2 separate regions of the Mus musculus genome follow, and region 1 is linked to region 2. A link is a contact called in public HiChIP or PLAC-seq data. All regions are on one chromosome and are shown on one strand. Each heading gives the region's core, a stretch centred on a gene start, on an enhancer-like site or on the middle of the called end of the contact. The rest is flanking DNA. Distances are from core to core; before and after follow the strand shown.

What was found. HiChIP or PLAC-seq counts read pairs in DNA pulled down with a chosen protein or histone mark.
Region 1: a CTCF HiChIP or PLAC-seq map of the NIH/3T3 cell line shows a contact between it and region 2, with 22 read pairs. The contact joins two enhancer-like sites. A contact is called at or near these places in 8 of 39 promoter capture datasets (the 3T3-L1 cell line, cranial neural crest, hippocampal neurons and 4 more), 1 of 15 datasets of contacts at CTCF or cohesin (the NIH/3T3 cell line), 5 of 484 Hi-C or Micro-C datasets (cortical neurons, embryonic fibroblasts, muscle stem cells and 2 more) and 1 of 115 datasets of contacts at active chromatin or transcription factors (fibro-adipogenic progenitors).

The regions. Positions count from the first base shown.
Region 1 is chr3:66,076,790-66,083,063 of GRCm38.p6, forward strand. The region is part of intron 12 of Veph1 (ventricular zone expressed PH domain-containing 1); the gene reads right to left. Among named protein-coding and RNA genes, the nearest start is that of Ccnl1, 120 kb to the left of the region's middle. Within about 2 kb of position 3,287, at least 81 of the 459 cell types and tissues checked have an H3K27ac peak or open chromatin away from gene starts, as enhancers often do. A contact at or near this core is called in the NIH/3T3 cell line, embryonic fibroblasts, fibro-adipogenic progenitors and 2 more, where this site is marked.
Region 2 is chr3:66,003,928-66,010,588 of GRCm38.p6, forward strand. No RefSeq gene overlaps it. Among named protein-coding and RNA genes, the nearest start is that of Ccnl1, 49 kb to the left of the region's middle. Within about 2 kb of position 3,889, at least 42 of the 459 cell types and tissues checked have an H3K27ac peak or open chromatin away from gene starts, as enhancers often do. A contact at or near this core is called in the NIH/3T3 cell line, embryonic fibroblasts, fibro-adipogenic progenitors and 2 more, where this site is marked.

The DNA of each region.
Region 1 (6,274 bases), core at 2,037-4,536, 72 kb after region 2:
CTGAGATTCCACCTCACACCAGTCAGAATGGCTAAGATCAAAAATTCAGGTGACAGCAGATGCTGGCGAGGATGTGGAGAAAGAGGAACACTCCTCCATTGTTGGTGGGAGTGCAGGCTTGTACAACCACTCTGGAAATCAGTCTGGCGGTTCCTCAGAAAACTGGACATAGTACTACCGGAGGATCCAGCAATACCTCTCCTGGGCATATATCCAGAAGATGCCCCAACAGGTAAGAAGGACACATGCTCCACTATGTTCATAGCAGCCTTATTTATAATAGCCAGAAGCTGGAAAGAACCTAGATGCCCCTCAACAGAGGAATGGATACAGAAAATGTGGTACATCTACACAATGGAGTACTACTCAGCTATTAAAAAGAATGAATTTATGAAATTCCTAGCCAAATGGATGGACCTGGAGGGCATCATCCTGAGTGAGGTAACACATTCACAAAGAAACTCACACAATATGTATTCACTGATAAGTGGATATTAGCCCCAAACCTAGGATACCCAAGATATAAGATATAATTTGCTAAACACATGAAACTCAAGGAGAATGAAGACTGAAGTGTGGACACTATGCCCCTCCTTAGATTTGGGAACAAAACACCCATGGAAGGAGTTACAGAGACGGAGTTTGGAGCTGAGATGAAAGGATGGACCATGTAGAGACTGCCAATACCAGGGATCCACCCCATAATCAGCATCCAAACGCTGACACCATTGCATACACTAGCAAGATTTTATTGAAAGGACGCAGATGTAGCTGTCTCTTGTGAGACTATGCCGGGGCCCAGCAAACACAGAAGTGGATGCTCACAGTCAGCTAATGGATGGATCATAGGGCTCCCAATGGAGGAGCTAGAGAAAGTAGCCAAGGAGCTAAAGGGATCTGCAACCCTATAGGTGGAACAACATTATGAGCTAACCAGTACCCCGGAGCTCTTGACTCTAGCTGCATATATATCAAAAGATGGCCTAGTCGGCCATCACTGGAAAGAGAGGCCCATTGGACTTGCAAACTTTATATGCCCCAGTACAGGGGAATTCCAGGGCCAAAAAGGGGGAGTGGGTGGGCAGGGGAGTGGGGGTGGGTGGATATGGGGGACTTTTGGTATAGCATTGGAAATGTAAATGAGTTAAATACCTAATAAAAAATGGAAAAAAAAAATAAATGCTTATGCCTGCAAAAAAAAAAAAAAAAAAAAAAGAAAGAAAGAAGGTTTTATGTGTGCACGAGCGTGCGCGCGCGCGCGCGCGCGCACACACCCACACACACACCCACACACACACACACGATTGGAAGTACAGAGATAGGTCCATCTGCGTATTTCTCAATTCTGTATAAGTTTCTCCCAAGCTGGCTTTCTGTTAGTCACTAGCTGCCCCAGGGGGTGTGACCTGGGGAATCCCAGCCAGGTTTGAGGAGCTGCATCCACAGACTGTCAAGGTCAGCCTGCCAGCATAGGGCGTAGGTGTGCAGAGAAGGGAAATTACTATTCAGCTCTGCAGAAGCCTGGCGTTTCTCAGGTGTAAACTCAACACCAGCTTAAACCTTAGGCACGGCGGTAAGCTCAGTGGACCCCGTTATACGTGGAAGAGTTCAGTTTTGGAGGAAAAACAGCCACGGAAATCTACCCCAACCCCTTCCTCTTTTTCTTGCCTTGTGTTTCGTCCCCCACCCCTCCACTTCCTCTCCAGCTGTGAACTGACTGGGTAATGGAAGATGACCTTGAACATCTGTCTTCCTGCTTCCACTTCCCAGGTGGTGGGGTGCAGGAGTGTGCTACTGCGCCTTGTGCTGGGATGGAACCTGGGTCATTCACACTGGACACATACTCCACCTACTTTCCAGCCCTTCTCTAGCTTTTTTTTTTTTTTTAAGGTTTTATGCTCTCATTTTTTTTCCCCGTTTACTTACTTAATTATGTTGAATATTTTTCATAACTATTGGGTGAGCCTTTCTCTTTCTTTGTGGCCCCTCCACCTTTTGCTTTACTGCACTTTGAGTAACATTTTAATTTTATCTTTTTTTAAAAAAGCTTTATGTTTCTAGTTTTTGTTCCCCTTCTTATATTTTTAATTTTCTCATTGCTTTAAATTAACATTTTAGGTTAACATGCAAATAAGGGGTTTCTTCATGGCACCATCATACTTATTAATGTTTTTCCTAGATAAATATTTTCCCTTTATTATCCTCCCCCTCCCTTCTTTCTCTTCCTCTTGACAACATTCTTGCCTGTCTTCTGCTTCCCCTCTATTGATTTAACCCCTGTTACACTCTGCATCCTTTCCTTTGCTTCATTAATTTGCTGGTTCTACATTTACCCTATAGACTTTTAACTTCATGATACACTTGACATGAGTTTTGCTATTTTCTGCTCTGTGGTCACTAGTGGGATTATATTGATTTCAAGTATATTTCTCAGTCTCGCTCAGCGTGCGGTGCTGCTGTCACAGTGTTTGTTTTATTTTGTCTAAGTGGTGCTAAAGTTTGAGCCCTCAAGGGAAGGTTGACCATTAACTAGATCCCCACATACAGCCAGGGAAAGCTGAGTCAGCATCCGTCAGAGGTGCCGCACAGCACACTTATTACTGCAGTGTTCCCAACAGCCACACTGTGGAGGCACCCTGGAATGGATGAAGAAAGTGCCATCTAGACACGAAGGAGAAGAAAATTATTTTATTCTCAGAAAAGTGTATATATATACATATTTATATATATATTCTAGCTTTAACAAACCTACAAGCAAACACACACACACACACACACACACCACACACACACACACACAAGGGGGACTACTATTGGGAAAGGAGGAAGATCTAGCTTTAATAAAGCTATATGCACACACACACAGAGGGACAGGGAGAGGGGAACGGGGAGAGGAGGAGGGGGAGGGGGAGGGCGAGAAAACTACTGGGGAGGAGGGAGAGCAACAAAGCCAGAGGAGGTGAAGGGAGGTTAGCTAGGTTAACATGAGCAAGTTACAATGATGGGTATGTTTGAGAATGTCATGATGAGATCCATTATTTTGTATACCAACTAAAAATAGTTAATTTAAAAGTCAGTAAAACATCAGATTTTGTTTTTGAGACAGAATCTCCCAAGGTAGGCCTGGCTGGCCTCTAACTCACAATCCTCCTGCTTTAGTCTTGAAAATGCTGGGACCTTCTAAACTCTGTATTTCAGAAACAATTCCAACTTTCTATCCTGGCTATGCAGCCGCTGACATGACTCACAAACTGCTTAGTCACCCACCTATCTGTCAGTGTGTGTCACACACGGCTGTGTGCTAGGCCGGGACCAATACATGGTTTCCCTTGTAGTTTACTGTCATGGGGGAAGACTCATGTAAATACGCCACATGCAATGCAGACATGTTGGCAGAGACAGAAAGAGCAAAGGGAAGGAGAGTTTATCCAGCCTTAGAGTAGAGGTGTGTGTGTATGTGTGTGTGTGTGTGTATGTGTGTGTGTGTGTATGTGTGTGTATGTGTGTGAGTATGTGTGTATGTGTGTATGTGTGTGTGTGTCTGTGTGTGTGTGTATGTGTGTATGTGTGTGTGTATGTGTGTATATGTGTGTGTGTCTGTGTGTGTGTGTGTGTATGTGTGTGGTGCTGCATAGAGCTGGAAGTCAAAAAATGAGGAGGAAGAATGGGATAGAATTTTAGGACGATCAACTATCTGGGTTGATGAGCACGTGTTTATATCCTTATGGATAATTCAGAGTACCAGAACAACAAGCTGAGGCTCAATTTTATGTAATTATCCCATACACAATAGTCACCAAAGCATATAATATGATCTGTGAAGTTGTGTACTACAGTGTTGTGGGTAATACAATCTGTGAAGGGTATTCAACACTGTTGTGCTGTTTTTGGCACTCAAACAATACTTAGCATAGAAGCCTGTGCTCAAATGTGTGTTGTAGGAGGAAAGAGACAAGACAGGCCCAATGCTGCATAAATCCAAAATGGGTTCTTTCGTTGTGCAGTTCTACAAAATTAAATAGTGAAGTCTCACATTAGTGGACTCTCAAGCTCTTTGTGGGCATATGAACTGGCTCTATTCATGGCATTTGGCATGGAAAGGCATCTGGCCCACAGGAATGGTGTGCACAGAAGGAGAGCCACACCACAGCCCCCAGTTGTCTTTGGTGTCTGAAGCTAACCTCACCACCATGAAGGCCGCTCCACACTGATTGTATTTAGACACCCCTACTGTTTGTTTGTGTGATAGAAAGGGCAGCATGCTCTCATACAGCAAATATTTAGAATCAGTTCTACAGAAGAATCATGATACAATATTATTCAAAAAGGAATTCTCCCATTTTCTTTTAGAATCCAGGGAGACTTCTACTGACAACCACATTCAAATTCTAAATATCAAATGACTCAGAGAGTGACTCTGTTGGGGATTATTCAGATTTATGGAGGATGTGAGTGCCAAAATTCTGAGCTTTTCCTTCTTTCTCCTCTCCCCCCGCCCCCCCCCCCCTTTTTTTTTTTGCAAGAACTAAGTCACCTCACATGCTTTAGGCGGCAAGAGTGAGTGAGAGCCATGACCTACTTCTCCTTCTTAAAAAAAAAAAAAAAAAAAAAAAAAAGTGGCAGGCTGTAAGTCCTGACAGCCCCAGGGAAGCCTTCTGCCTTCTTTTACTGTTACAGGTCCTGCGGTTCCAAGACTCACTGGCAGCTGTAAAGAGGCTTTGCATCGTTTTCCAGAAGTCAGTTACGTTTGGCTACATCTTCTTGCTCAACCTCTGTTCTCTCATTAACTGGAGTAATGGGTTCTGTGGGGTCAGCAGACAGGTCTCAGAGGGTTTCTGAGTTATTTCTGGGATTTGGAAATCATCTGCTTTGTACCTTTGTAAGATGACTATTAGAACTGAGTCAGCTATTGGACTGCAAATAGTTTCTGTTGTAATCATTGGGCCACATGGAACAATTACCCACTGATTACCACATCAAAGTTCCCGCTCTTGTAAAACAAGTCAGAGAAAAAGATCACAGCTAAACAATTAAACTTCCTTTGTCTTTACTGCACACTAGAACATTGTGGAATAATTGTTATAGGGGTTTCTAAAATTCCATGTTTTAATTTGGACCGGCTTTAGAGGTTGAAATTTCAATTTCTGAAATCAGCTTATCTTGAAGAAAATACCAGATCTACCAGTAGGACGTATGTGAGGTGACAATACAAGCTAGTTCATGACTGTTGGCTTCTGAAATAGCAGTAGAGCCTTAGTCTGGACATTCTAAGAAATACTTTATATTTCTGAATTTCTTTCCTGATGGCTAATTTACTTATGATTTGTTCCTTATTTATGGAGAGGCTGGATAGCAGTTAAAAAATATTGGAACACAGACTATATGTGGACAATTACTGTATTATTAGTTAGTCCCTGTGGGAGAAAATGCAAAAATCAGCTTATTTAGTCATTTCTATTAGAATCTGTGCTGTGGTCCTTGGGTGGGGCCTGGTGGAAGATGAGAGAGGCTGAGCATACCTCCCTAATAGTACAAGTGCCCATGTCCACTGGCATACCAAGTGACACAAACAAAGGATCCTTGAAAACTAGTGAGCCTCAGAATGGATCCGGAACAGGGTGCTGGCTGCGTCCCTGTCTTTACGGAAGTCCCCTTGGGCACTGGCAGCCTGGCACCTCCCCATAGTGACAATGGGATAGTTGGCTACTACAGACTTTGTGTCAATTCTCCATTGGTTCAAAGGTTATATTAAAAATGCTTGCTTCTGTGCAATAGAGCAGATCTGCACCTGGATGCTGGTCTCCGGAGTCTTGTTTCCTGGGTTTACAACTCCACCTCCCTCAATCCCTTCTGGATCCTGGTTCCTACAAGAGTCCAATCCAACCGTCTTTAGAGTCCTCCTCTCACAGCTGGCAGGGAATCTGACCCAAAGCAGGCACAAATAGAGCCCAGGGCTGTGCACAGTACACAGCTGGACATAATTCAGCCAGGTGTGAGGCTGGCCATTTGGTTTCTAATGTGGTGAGTTCTCTTATGGAAGAAACAGGACCAAACTTCTCTTACCAGGCTCTCAATGCCCTAACTATGGTATCGTGATGTGTATTTGATATGGTTAAATCATCTTCACAGTCTTGAAGCACTGCATTTTAATATCAAGGAATTTTTGACTTTGCCATTTCTAAATATTATGTACACATTCATCCATTCAGTATGTATTTACGGTATGTTAAGGAACACAAGAAGGGTGCAAGATTTTTCTCATAGAATGCTCTTA
Region 2 (6,661 bases), core at 2,639-5,138:
GAAGAGCAGGCAGTACTATTAACCACTGAGCCATCTTTCCAACCTCTGGAACTCCCTCCCTTCCCACTATGTGGCTGTTTATCTACCATATAGCAGGCCTACATGATGGCTTCACTCAAGCCACATGGCACTTTCTCTTTCTTTGCTCCATCTTCCTCCAACAGGCAGCCTCCAAGATGTATAGCTTGCCTTTCCTGGTAACAATAAAGTTGTCTTCAAGCTATTTTGTACTATCCTTAAATTCCTTTATCAGTGAGACTAACCCCCCTATTTCTTGGTAACAAAGCCTCATGCATGAGATATCTGGTTTAGGTGCTGTATATTTTCAAAGGCAGACTCTAGATAATTTTTCCACATTAACTCTTCAGGTTCTATTTTTTTTTTTACATTAAAAATTCTTTTAAAAGTGTCTCATCTCTCCCCCTATATCTGCATCAGTTTTACAGGTTTCTCATGTATAATTCAACTTATCCAGAAGGAGGCAGCATTTTACTATTCAATTGATGCTTCTGCAGAGGTCCATACAAGGTTTCTCTCTTAAAACCTTTTTTTTTCTTTTCTGTTTTTTAAATAGTCTACTAAATACATATTACCAAAAATCTCCCAGGGCAAAGATTTTTGGACACGTCTAGAGCTTTGCATATTGAGAAAATTATAAAATCCAAATCTTGCTCACATTAAATTTAGCTAACGATATGAATCACATTTGTGGTAGCTGAATTCATTGACCCAGAACTGTCGTTGTGGCAAAGATACTGATCAGAATGATAAAGGATGGAATAGAAGAGGAAGTCAAGTTGAGGGAAAGTGATTCAGTTATTGCTAAATGTGTAGAGAAGACACATTTGCTCAGTAAAAGAGCAACATTTGGGGAAGTATTTGATTCAGTAAGAAGAAAGAATATTAATTTATAGATCGACGAATGTAACTTCCCATTTCTTCTTCTTACGGAGTCACAGCTCTTTTGTACTAATCTAGAAGGTCGTGTAGTGTTGCTGCTCAGTGATTGCTGGCCAACTCATTTCATCCATCAAGGAGATGCCAGTCTTTGAGGCAGGATCTTATTATGTAATCCTGGCTGACCTGACACGATGTAGACCAAGCTGTATTGAAGTTTGTGGGAATCCTTCTGCCTCTACCTTCCAAGTGCTGGGATTACAGACCTATGCCACCACACCTGGCACTATCTGCTTTCAACAATCAGAAGGGAATTGCAACATGCTAGCAAAGATTAAGTTATATGAAGGGGTTGTGGAATGGCTCAGTGGTTAAGGCTATTGTTGCTTAAGCACGAGAACTGGAGTTTGGTTCCCCAAAAGCCACGGGAAAAGCCAGGAGTGTTTTTACCTATAACCCCAGCACGCAGGAGGCCAAGACAAGAAGTCCTGGAGCAAGCTGGCTAATCAGACTAGCCAAAATGGTGAGCTCTGATTCAGCTCTGATTATATTTTCTCAATATAAAAAGTGGAGGGTGGTTGAGGAAGACAGTTAGACATCAACCTTGAGTGGCTACATGCATGTGCATACATGTATTCCTGCACATGGACATCCCCACACATAGGAACATGTGCACACATGCACACACTACTTGCAAGATGGCAGGAGGGACATTTTCTGTCACCTTGCATTTGACACAAGGTCAGTGATAAGAACAGTAACATGTTCTGTAAAAGGAATCCGGAAGAAGCGTTGAGGAGGAGTCTTCCCTACTGGAGGGGAGTCGCCTGTAACTTCCATGGCGCCCGCTGTGACAGTCCTGAGGTCCTGCTTGTCTCCTGCTCAGAGGCATAGTGAAGCTTTTGGTGCTCCTAGTCACAAATTTTCTATTCTTTCACTTTAGGCATGTCATTATTTAAGACCTACAAGTTAGTAAGAACAAAATCATTCCCTCTCCACCTTCCATTCCACTTCATCTTCTCAGAGATCAGAAGACGGAGAGCAGAGGAGAAGAGAGATGTGGAACCTTGCTGCCTACAGAGCACGGAGGCTTGTGTCTAGTGTTCTACTACACAGTTTAGAAAAAAAATTAAAGTCTTTCAAAGTATCAACCCAAAGTATTACCTGAAATGCAACCCACCAGGTTGAGTTAGAACTGGTTAAAGGCAGCACATAAGCAGAGAGAGGGGGTCAAAACAGAGCCTCGAGAAGCCTCGAGGTCACAGTTATTATTTTTAAAATGATTTATTTATAAATACTACATTTATGTATATAGCTAGTTGTCTTAACTGTTTGTATGTAAGTGCACTGTGTGGATTCCTGGTGTCCACAGAGGCCTGGAATTGGTATTACATATGGTTGTACATTTCTGCATGGGTGCTGGGAACTGAACCTGGACTTTGCAAGAAGAACAAGTACTCTTAACCACCGTGCCATCTCTCCAGCTTCCTGGAACTTCTTGCACATGTCAAGGATGAAACCAGAGTCTTCCTATGGTTCTGTTAGGTACAGGTGGCATAAGCTCTCCTCCCATCCCCCAGCCCATTTGCCACTTGCCAGGTACTTTTGGCAGCCGAAGAGGAGGCAGATGTCAAGGACGACCAGAGTCAGCCTGGGCTAAGATAGATCAATTACCCTTGAAGCCCCCAACTTTTCCAAAAAGGAACTTGCTAAATGCCACTGGCAAGATCCACCAACTGCATTGGGGACATCTCTAATAGCACTGGAGTAATTGTCTCCCTTAGTCACATCATCAGAGATATATAACCCCTTCCACATATGACAGCCCTTATCTGTGAAGGAAAAGAGAAGAGCCTTAGAGGAGTTTAAATTGTGATTTGTCTGTGTATGTGTTTGGAAGAGGATATTTAAATAAAGACTAGCCTGGAATTTACGATCTTCCTGCCTCAGCCTCCTGAGTGCTGGGATTACACGTGTGTGCTACCATGCCTTGGCACTGATTGTCTCCTAACTGGCAAGTTAATCCTTCTCTCATCTCATTGGATCCTACTATCTTCAAAGGTGGGAATAGGAGGCTGCATGGGAATTTGTATCATTTATAGAAAGATACATTGTTACTATTTTAGTTGAGGTAATCATTGCTACAATAAAACACCATGGCCAAAAACAACTTGGGGAGGAAAGGGTTTATTTGGCTTACAATTCTCCATCACTGCTTATCCCTGAAGGAAGTAAGGACAGGAACTCAAATAGGGCAGGACCAGAAGACAGGAACTGATGCAGAGGTTATGGAAGAAATGTTGCTTACTGGCTACATCCCCATGGCATGTTCAGCCTGCTTTCTTATAGATCACCAGCCCAAGCTGGATACTACAGGCTGAGCCTTCTCCAGCCATCACTAATTAAGAGAAGACCCCATAGAACTGCCTATAACTTGATCTTATAGATCTGTTCTAAACTGAGGTTCCCCCTTCACGGATGACTTTGACTTGTGTTAAGTTGACATAAACCCAGCCAGCACAGCTGCCATCCTCTGCCATCCTCTTGGTGTACTAGTTACAATGTTTCATAAAATCTTATCATGAGTGTTTTTGTATCTCCATCTCATCATAGTGCCTGGGTGGGAAGAGAAAGAGGCTGAAAACTGGTGTTTGAATGGGAGAAAGGAAGGGGAGATAAAAAGAGACATTTAAGGTGCTGAAGAAGGAAGGAAGGAGTAGTTAGAACAGGGTGTGTGTGCAGAAGGAAGTGGGGGAGGAGAGAACTGAGGACACACTGGGGCAAAGCAGCTTGCTTCCAGCCTTGTCTTTGGAAGAACTAGTGGAGTTAGGAGGCACCTCAGAAAGTCTACTCCAGGTCAGGCCAGGAGACACCTGCCATATCTCCTCAGGAGTCCTCTCAGGGAATCCATCTCCATTCCACCCTTTTGGACTTGCTTTCCCATGTTCATTCTGTGCTTCAGTGTTCCCAAGCTGGCTTCAAGTGGTCACATGAGTCATACTCTAGTCATCCAGGCTACAAGTTGCCAGATTCCCATTATCATGAAGTTTGTTTTGAGTCTAGTTTCTTGTGTTGAAATTGACAACATCCCTGCTGGTTCCACGGGTGAGGAGTTTGTCCCTGGCTCCTCAATACTTTTGTAAATTGAAATTTATTATGAATCAGCCTCTAGTTCTATTGTTTTCTTTCTAGGTGGTATAACACCCATTTCTTTTCTCTTTTCTCATTAATTGTCAGTCCTCCTACATGTTTTAACCACCTTTAGCCTTTCCTGGGATTTGTCACTTCTGGCTTCAGTTAACTAGCAAACACCACAAGTGGCTGGTGTAAGTGTCCATGAGTCAGGCTCTACCTCACCACGTTCCATTTCTTTCTTCAGACAATTTACTTCATTAAACAGAAAGCCAACCTCTAGTTATAATGATTTCAGCCACCTCCCAGTTTATTTGTCTTCAGATTTAGGCCTCACTGCCTTTTGCAATACATTGGCTAGACATCAGTGTTCCAAGCTTGTTTAAACTCTAGGGTTTCAATATCTGCAGAATCGATCAGTGGTGGCTTGAATACTGTGTAGTCATGACTTGCTACGGTTGTGTGTGCACTAAACTTGTGTAGACATTTCTTCATCATTATTCTCTAAAGAATACAGTATAATGGATGACTTCTATTGCATTAGCTATTAGAAGGAACCTGAGGATAATTTAAAGTAGGCAGGAGGAGGTACATAGATTCTGTTCAAACACCACAGCATTTAATGTCTGGGGCTTGAGCATCTGTGGCCTCTGGACTCCACAGGGGTCCTGGAACCCGTCTCCTGTGGCTACTCTGGAATAGCTGTGCTTACAAGTTTGGTTTATTAAAATGTGTAGTGTGTGTATTTACTTAAAATGAGAGCACTTTGAGACCATCATAAATGCCTATTTTGGTTGATTTCTTGCCTAATGAGGCATTATATAAAAAAATGCTGAACATTCCATTCAACCATGTGGGACACACTAGGAATTCTGAAGGATTGAATTTCAGAACTAGGCAGTGGGAAAATGTCATAGAATTATGAGAAGTAGGAAATGGTAAGTTTATATTTTTTTGGGATTTTTTTTTCTATGTGGAGAAGTAGGGGAGACAGTTTCTGAATTTCTCATATGCACTGCCTCTTCTGTCAAATTCTGTAGGTTACCCATATGTAGATTTGAAAGTAGTGGTTTCTCTTTGTTACTTAATTCTATTTTTTTTTCCCCTGAGACGATGTGTCAAAGTGGATCTGGAATTCTGCAGCCTCTGAGTGATGGCATTACAGGCATGCTAAGCCTGGCTTGGAAGTGGTGTCTCTTTCTCTTATTTCCCCTCTCTTTCAAAATTGTGTGTCTGTGTCTGTGTATGTGCATGTACATGCACACGAGTATATGCATGTCACAGTGCATGCATGGAAGTCAAATGACAACTTTGGGCGTTGGTTCTCATCTTCCACTGTGTAGATCCTAGGGATTGGCTTTGGGTCATCAGGCTGGACTGCAAGTGCCTTTACACACTGACCTGTCTTGCCAGCTCCGCAACTCCAAAAGCGCCTTTTAAAGTTTATTTATTTTCATTTTCTGTGTATGAGTGTTTTGCCTGCATGTATGTATATTCTTCATGTGCGTGTCTGTTGCCTACAGATGTCAGAAAAGGGATCAGATCCTCTGGAAGTAGAGGTACAGATGGTTGTAAATCACCATGTGGGTGCTGGGACTTGAACCCAGGTCCTGTGGAGGAATAGCCAGTGCTGGTAACTGCATCTTTCTAGTCTCTGGGTAAATTATTTTGAGGCTATCTTTCTTTTGTTTTCTTTTTTTCACCCCACTCAGGATTTATTTTTTATTTATGTGTATGTCAGCATGTGTATGTGCACATACAAGTATCTAAAGAGGCGAGAAGAAGGTATTTGATCCCTGGAGCTGGAGTTATATATAAGTAGTTCTAAGCCACTAGGTGTAGGTGCTAGGAACAAAACTCTGCTCCTTTGCAAGAGAAGCAAGTATCTTAACTTCTGAGGCCTCATTTATTTAAAAACAGAACAAAACAGAATGTTTTTCATAGTCAATGTTCCTGAAGAGAAGTCCTTTGAAATTCAAAAATATTATGTCTTCGTATACTTCGAATTCATGATCTCAGGCATACAATTATAAATACAGAGGCTATGGTTACATTGTTTCTGAGCAAGGTCAAGGGTAATTTGAAATATCAAAGTACACCGTTATTGCTGTGGCTACTGAATTTGTGGTACTGGGGACGAACTCCCCAGGATCTGCTGGTTGAGACTCTTCCTAAGATGTGTACCTGGATCTGCTTACACTTTTGTCTCTTCTTAAGTTGATCGGGCTGGCCTTGGGTTGACCCACTAGCCAGAGCACCCTTTGCAACTGACCCCTTCCCGTCCCCACTTTCAAGTATCTTCCATATGCAAGCTGTCATCGGCAGATCTGCTTCTTCAAGTACATGATTTTGACTTGGACAAAAAGAACAGAAAAGCAAACTGGGATTTAAGAATGTATTTTATGCACAAAGAAATTGGAAATTTGAAGTAATTAGTTAAAAGTTAAAAACTGTATGCAATATTCACTTAGAGGCAAATTGATCTGTGTTAAATCTTTAGTGGCTTGTCTTTGTTCTCTTCATGAAGAAATAGCCTCAAAATTGGAGAGTGATGAAGGCTTCTTTCCTTCTTTTGAGACCGTCTCACTATGTAAACAGGCTGGCCTCAAAGTGTCAACCCTACCTCAGCTTC